Regions from separate parts of the Sus scrofa genome. Here region 2 is linked to region 1. Evidence: chromatin contacts called from public promoter capture Hi-C data. All regions are on one chromosome and are shown on one strand. The core of a region is the stretch at or near the end of the contact, and the rest is flanking DNA. Distances in the headings are between cores, read along the strand shown.

What was found. Promoter capture Hi-C pulls out the DNA fragments that hold promoters and counts their contacts.
Region 2: a promoter capture Hi-C map of fetal skeletal muscle shows a contact between it and region 1, with 2.4 times the contacts expected there. The contact joins the promoter of LOC100737977 here to the promoter of EGR3 in region 1. A contact is called at or near these places in 1 of 5 promoter capture datasets (fetal skeletal muscle) and 1 of 2 datasets of contacts at active chromatin or transcription factors (skeletal muscle).

What each region holds. Positions count from the first base shown.
Region 1 is chr14:6,946,986-6,950,262 of Sscrofa11.1, reverse strand. It overlaps EGR3 (early growth response protein 3), which reads left to right and starts at 1,756. Exons shown (of 2, transcript XM_021072993.1): 1 at 1,756-2,035. The coding sequence starts at 1,882.
Region 2 is chr14:7,369,498-7,372,774 of Sscrofa11.1, reverse strand. It overlaps LOC100737977 (tumor necrosis factor receptor superfamily member 10B-like), which reads left to right and starts at 1,689. Exons shown (of 10, transcript XM_021073208.1): 1 at 1,689-1,885. The coding sequence starts at 1,837.

The sequences.
Region 1 (3,277 bases), core at 507-3,006:
GTCAACACTCCCACTACCCCTGAGAAATGCACGTTCCCCCATCCCCGACTCCCCAGCGAGGGCCGCGGGATTCACCACGCCCACACGGCCACCGACGGGGGAAACCTCCCACGCCGAGCCGGTGTGATTCGGGGTCGCTCCCCCACGCTCCCCTCCTCTCCTCCCCCTCTCCCGCGGCCCGGCCGCGCGCGCTCCAGGAGCAGGCCTCGGGGAACATATCAGCCGCCCCCGGGATTTGCTGCTGCTGCTGCTCGGGGAGGTGACAGCTTTCGGGGTCGGCAAACAGGCGGCCCTTGACAGCAGGGCGCTGGCAGTCAGCAATGGGAACAGCCCTGTGGAAGGCGAGGGGGAAGGTAGAGACTAGGGGAGGTCGCCGCTGTGGCTCAGAGACTGTGGGTTCAGCAGACTCCTGCCGCAACTCCGCGGCGGGCCCTTCGCAGGCAGCAATAGACTGAGTCTGCGCCTGGGCCTGCTGAGCCCTCCTGCCATCCCGTGGCCAAAGGGGGTGTTTGGAACCGTGAGGAAATTTGTGGAGGATTTGGTGCACGTGTTTCCTACCCCCTCAACTTCATTCCTCCTTCTTCGTCACCAAAACTGCACATCCTCGACCCCAAATATTCGAGGTTCTCGCCTCCCGCGCAGTCGCTCTGCAGCTACGAACCTCCCCACCACTGCGCTCAGCTGGGTGTCGGCACAGGGTCAGGGGCCCGAGGAGCAGCAGGAGTGTGGGCGGCGAATCACAGGGAGGGTGGCACAAAATTTCCTGGGACACTGGACCAGAGATCCCTGACCCGCTAGACTCCTCCTCAGAGGGACTTTTTCCCAGCCCCGGGCAGGATCCTGGGCGCGAGAAGAGCGGCGGGGCAGGGTCGGTGCGCACACCTTCCGGGTTCCCCAGAAGTTCCCGGGCAGTGAAGAGACCCCGCCGGGTGTTTTCAATTCTCTTTCTTCCTGCTGGGGGTGCTGGAGGCCACTTGGAAACAACGCCACCTCTGCGGCCCCCAGTCCTACAAGCGCGCTCTCCTAGTGCAGACATCAAATAAACATACACGCGGCTATTGGTCTTTCAACCCGGCGCGGCGCGCTTTACGCTTTCCGTACAGTTACATCGCTCTTTCCTCTCTCCTCTCGAATTTTCCTTCTTTCTTCTCTACTGTTTCTCTCTCTCTCTCTGTTTTTTTTTAAGATCCGCGAGCGGTGCGGGCGCCGCACGTTGGCTGCGGCCCGCTTCCTGCTTTCTAATGTTCCATTGTGAGGAGCTTCCATTGTGACGTCGCGCCCCTTCGGCTGGGCTTTGTCTGTCCATATATGGGCAGCTACGTCACGGAGCTTTCCCGGGGCTCAGATAAATAGGCTGGTGGAGTTCCCTGGCTGGGAGCTTTTGGGCAGCAGTGAGCTTGCTAGGAAGCGGCGGGGCTGGTGGTGGTGGTAGCAGCGGCAGCAGCAGCGGCAGAGGCGGCGGCGGCGGCGGTGGCGGCGGTGGTGGATCGGGGGGCGGGGGGGCCGCGGGCGCGCGTCTGTTTGTGATATCAATACTGAGGCCGCGTCCGACCCCTTGGGCCGAGATCCCCCCCCCCAGCTCAGCCCCCGTCCACCCGCCGCACACGCCCCCCCCCCACGACCAAGCCTCTACGACACCAGCTGAGACACCAAGAGGATTACCCTCCTTTGCCCTCTCTCCCACCCACCCCCCAAAAAGAGAAGATCCCCTCCCCAGGCCCACCCCTTCCCCTCTTCCCTCCCCCTCCCCCCGAACTTTCCCTCTCGCATGCTTTTCCCCTGCACCACGGATCGCCTCTCGGATGCCGCTTGCCTGGAAGCTGCGTTAGGAGCGAGCGGCGGCGGTGGCGGCGGTGGCGGCGGCGGCAGCTCGGGAGTGCTATGACCGGCAAACTCGCCGAGAAGCTGCCGGTGACCATGAGCAGTTTGTTAAACCAACTGCCTGACAATCTGTACCCCGAGGAGATCCCCAGCGCGCTCAACCTCTTTTCTGGCAGCACCGACTCGGTAGCCCATTACAATCAGATGGCTACAGGTAAGGGCGGCGGGGAGGCGGCGAGGCAGCGAGGAAGGAAAGGGAGAGAGGAAGAGGAGGAGGGAGCGAGCTAGAGATAGATAGATGGATGGATGGATGGATGGAGAGATGGGGGGCGCGCTGGGAATTTTCCGGGGGGCGAGTTGCTTTTCCCACCCACTCCTCCCGCCCTCCCTGATCGGGAAGGCTCGGTTGGCTACGCCACGGTAGAGGCTTCGGTTCTCCCGGGTGGGGGCAGCCGCCGACCGAAGGGAGGTAGGTGCGAGCGGCTCTGGGGTTCTCCACTTAGGGGGCGCGATCGCCGGGCTGCGCGCAAGGCGTAGTGCTGTCGCCCCCTTTCTCGGGAGGAGCCCAACGTCCCTTTCACCCGCGCTCTCCCCCCTTACTCCCTCAGCCTCCCACCCGGGATGGAGCCATGTGCGGCGTGGAGTCCCCGCGGTGGGAGAGGTACTGCGACGCTGCCTTTCCAGGGCGTTCAGCGAAGCCGTGGGGGTGTGGGGATGTGGGGACGGCGGGTAGGGGAGAAGGTGGGGGGCCACCCATGCGGGGGCTTCCACGGGCTCGATCCCCGGGCGGAGGAGCTTGGGAAGAGCGGCCACTCCCGTCATGGAGACACTGGCCGGTTTTCCACCGCCCTCCACTCTCGCTTAGCTGAGGCTGGGCTTTCCCCCTCCCGCAAGAGCCGAAAGCTCCTTCAGGCCCGGAGGAGACTGGGGCTAGGGGAGGCGGCGGGAGAGCTCCTTTTGCGGGCAGCACCCGTCTATGCGCCGAGGACAAAGCGTCGGAGCGCTCTGGGTCAGCGACCTGGGCGCAGAGCGCACGGGGGGCTTCGTCGGGGCAGGAAAGGCGCGGCGTCCGGCGCGGACAGGGCTAGGGGAAGAGGCCGAGTTGCGTGTGCTAGAGAGCGAGAGCCACACGCACTCCGGGTCTGAAACTACCTGTAGCTGCAGCTACCTGCCAGCCCCACCTCAGGAATAACAACAATGCTTCTCGCGCGCGCGCCTGTGTATGTGTATGTGTGTGGTACGTGTGTGTGCGCGGCGTGTGCGGTATGTGTGCAGCAGCCACTCCACACCCCGATCCGTAGTATTTTGCTGTATCCAGGTTGCGCCCGGGAGCGCGGCACCGCCCGCTTTGCGCCGGGCGCAGCTTTCCTCTTACCCCATGCGCTGCGCACTCCACCCGGCCGCACCCTCCACACCTGGGCAAAGACCTGGGCACCCTGGCCCGGGAGCCGACTCG
Region 2 (3,277 bases), core at 440-2,939, 420 kb before region 1:
GATAATACACCATGACAAGTGAAATTTAGCTCAGAAATTCAAGGTAGGTTTAACATATTAAAGTCCATCAATTTGCTTCATCATACTAATAAAGGAGAGCCACAACAGGAACTCCAGAACAATTTTTGAAAAAATAAAGCAGTTAGAGGACTTAAACTACCTGATTTTAAGACTGACAATAGGGAGTTCCCATAGTGGCACAGCGGAAATGAATCCAACTAGGAACCATGAGGTTTCAGGTTCGATCCCTGGCCTCGCTCAGTGGGTTAAGGATCTGGCATTTCTGTAAGCTGTGATGTAGGTCAATGAGGCTCGGATCTGATGTTGCTGTGGCTGTGGCGTAGGTGACCCCTAGCCTGGGAACCTCCATATGCTGTGAGTATGCCCCTAAAAAACACACACACACACTGACAATAAAGAAAGCTGCAGTAGTCAAGACAGGTGGTATTGGCATGAAGTCAGACAAATGATAGATCCATGGAATAGAATACAGAGTCCAGAAATGGAACATATATATGATACGGTTAAATGAATTTCAACAAAGGCAATAAGATTATTTAATGGATAAATGTATGGAGAAAAATGAATTTTAACTCCTACTGCCCAAACCACACAAAATTGATACAATGGGTGGAGCTGGAGGCCTCCTGGATTCCCTTCTCTTACCCATTTCCCAGCCCTTCAATCATCCTGTGAGCAGGACCTAACCTCAAGCTTCCGGATACTGGATTCCTACCAGCAGGGTGCCAAGTGTGTGGGTATAGAGCAAGATGGGCCTGCCCCAAGTGGGGCTCCCCTTCTTGGCCCATTTGATTTCACGGGCCAATCAATTCCTAGCGGTTCTGTTTCCCCAGGGATTTAATTCAAGAATCTACAGGAAAGGGAAATCCTGAAGAAAGGCTGAAGTGGCTTCCTCCGGCTTGTCTGACTGCAGGAGCAGTAAAGAGAATGTGAAAGACAGATGATGGACCTGGAATTACCAGAAGAGGCAAGCTGGTGAAGGGGGAGGTCACTGGTGACCTGAAATCAGACTCAGGGATCACGGCCCCTGTGACCTTCATTGAGTGTCTGTTCCAGTCAGGTACCTGGCTACTGCGAGGCTAAAACCAAGCCTCTGACCCAGAAGCCTGGCCCTAGGACAGAGCTGCCAAGTGAGTTTGGAAGCAGTAATAACCATACATTTTGTCAGTGAGGGGGGGTAAGAGCAGAAGGTGAGAGTGGGCAAAAGGCCATAGTCAGAGAACCGGAGGTAGCTCTGGAGAGGCTCCGGTCCTGGGAAGGAACTTGGGTTCAAGAAGTACTCTGAATTTTGGGAGCTTCCGTCCTGGCTCAGCGGTAACGAACCCGACTAGGATCCAGGAGGACTCAAGCTCGATCCCTTCCCTCGCTCAGTGGGTTAAGGGTCCACTGTTGCCAAGAGCTGTGGTGTAGGCTGGCAGCTGTAGCTCCCATTTGACCCTAGCCTGGGAACTTCCAAATACCGCGGGTGTGTAAGACAAAAGAAGTACTCTGAATTTCCAGGTTCGGAGAAACTCTGGGCGTAATTTGCCGCCTCAGAGAAAAAAGGCAGCTTTCTACACTGCCAGGCACTGATTGCACAACAGCCAGCCTAAGACTAGGCGGGGCCATCTGCTGCGCACCGTCATTCCGAACCCCCGAGAGCAGCGCGCGTGGGAATAGACAGCCGGCGCTCCACGAAAGACACTGCCTACATCGTATTTCCGGCGGTTCTGCGGGCGTTCACCACGCGGCAGCCCGGACAGCGAGTTCTCCCGGATCGCGGCGGGAAGCGCAGACCTCCGGAGTCCCGGAAGGGCGCACACCCAGCCCCCGGCCATGGCTCCGGGACCCCATCTTCCTCGTCGTCTTGAGTGTCGTGCTGTGGGTGAGTCCCCGCCGCGGGCCCTAGCTCGAAGAAGGCGTGCCTGGTGGCCGAGAGGGAGCGAAGAGTAGGGGAATCGCGGATATGAGACTTGGGGACATGCCCGGGCAAATCCCGGCGTGGTCCGAGGGAGGTCGGGCTGTGAGTCGGCGGGGAGGGGGCGGAGCCTGCGTGGCCCTGCCCCGCCCTCTCCTTTCCTTACTCCTCACCCCTTTTCTCCCCTCCTTTTCCTCCCCTCCTCTCTTCCCTTCTCCTTCTTTTGTATGCTTGTTTAATTTTTTTTTTTTTTTTTTTTTTTTTGTCTTTTCCAGGGCCGCACCCGTGGCATATGGAGGTTCCCAGGCTAGGGGTCTAATCGGAGCTGTAACCGCTGGTCTACACCACAGCCACAGCAACACTGGTTCCGAGCCTCGTCTGCAACCTACACCACAGCTCATGGCAACGCGGGATCCTTAACCACTGAGCGAGGCCAGGGATTGAACCTGCAACCTCATGGTTCCTAGTCAGATTCGCTAAGCACTGAGCCACGACGGGAACTCTCCTGTTTAAATTCTTAAAAGTGCTCGCTGCATCTCTTCTTCCCACGGATTTTAACAGAAAAGTAACTTTCCCACCCCTGCTCTCGTTCAGCACCCCTTCCGGGCTGCTGTGAGAAGAGCAGTTTGCCAAACGCCTGCTAAGCATTTTCTTACACAGCAACACACGGGCTTTACAAGGTAAACCATCAACAATTCTACAGCTGGCCCCAGGGGCTCTGTCTTTAGTTTCAGAAACAAGGATGTGAAACTCTTATTTTGACTTCCATTGATCAAACAAGTAAGGGCGTGCGTCCCAGAGAAACTCATCATAGAAATAAGTGCATACTTGGAATTGGTTTCTAGCTTGCTCTAGGCTCCAGCCAGTTTGCCCTTATATGTTACAAAAACAAACAGCAACAAACCCCACCACCACCCCCAACACACACACACACACCCCAAGGTTATCCTGAAGAAGTATTTGGCCTGGAAATAGCATTTCCTGTCATTCCTATTCAAATGCCTGTAAAAGTGTGCTAACACTTTAGACAACCACCTTGAACATTTAGGGGAGGTGAGATAATTAGAGTTTACAGATGAGAAACTACTAATAAAAGGAGATAGCAGAGAGAGGCATAAAACCTCACCATCCTTGGCTCTCACCCCCTTGGTTGTGATGGTAGCTGGTAGTAATTGTGAGGACTGTGACATCTTTTGTTGTCTGATATGTTAGGCAGAACTTTCTTTTTCAAGGGGGACAGAAGGGACTTTCTCAAAATTGCGAAACTATTTAATGGCTGCCCTGAGCTAGGAGGCAAGAGGCTTTACTGTTAATCTAGCTGTCTTTTTACTCCTGAAACAACCACCCAAATCCACACAA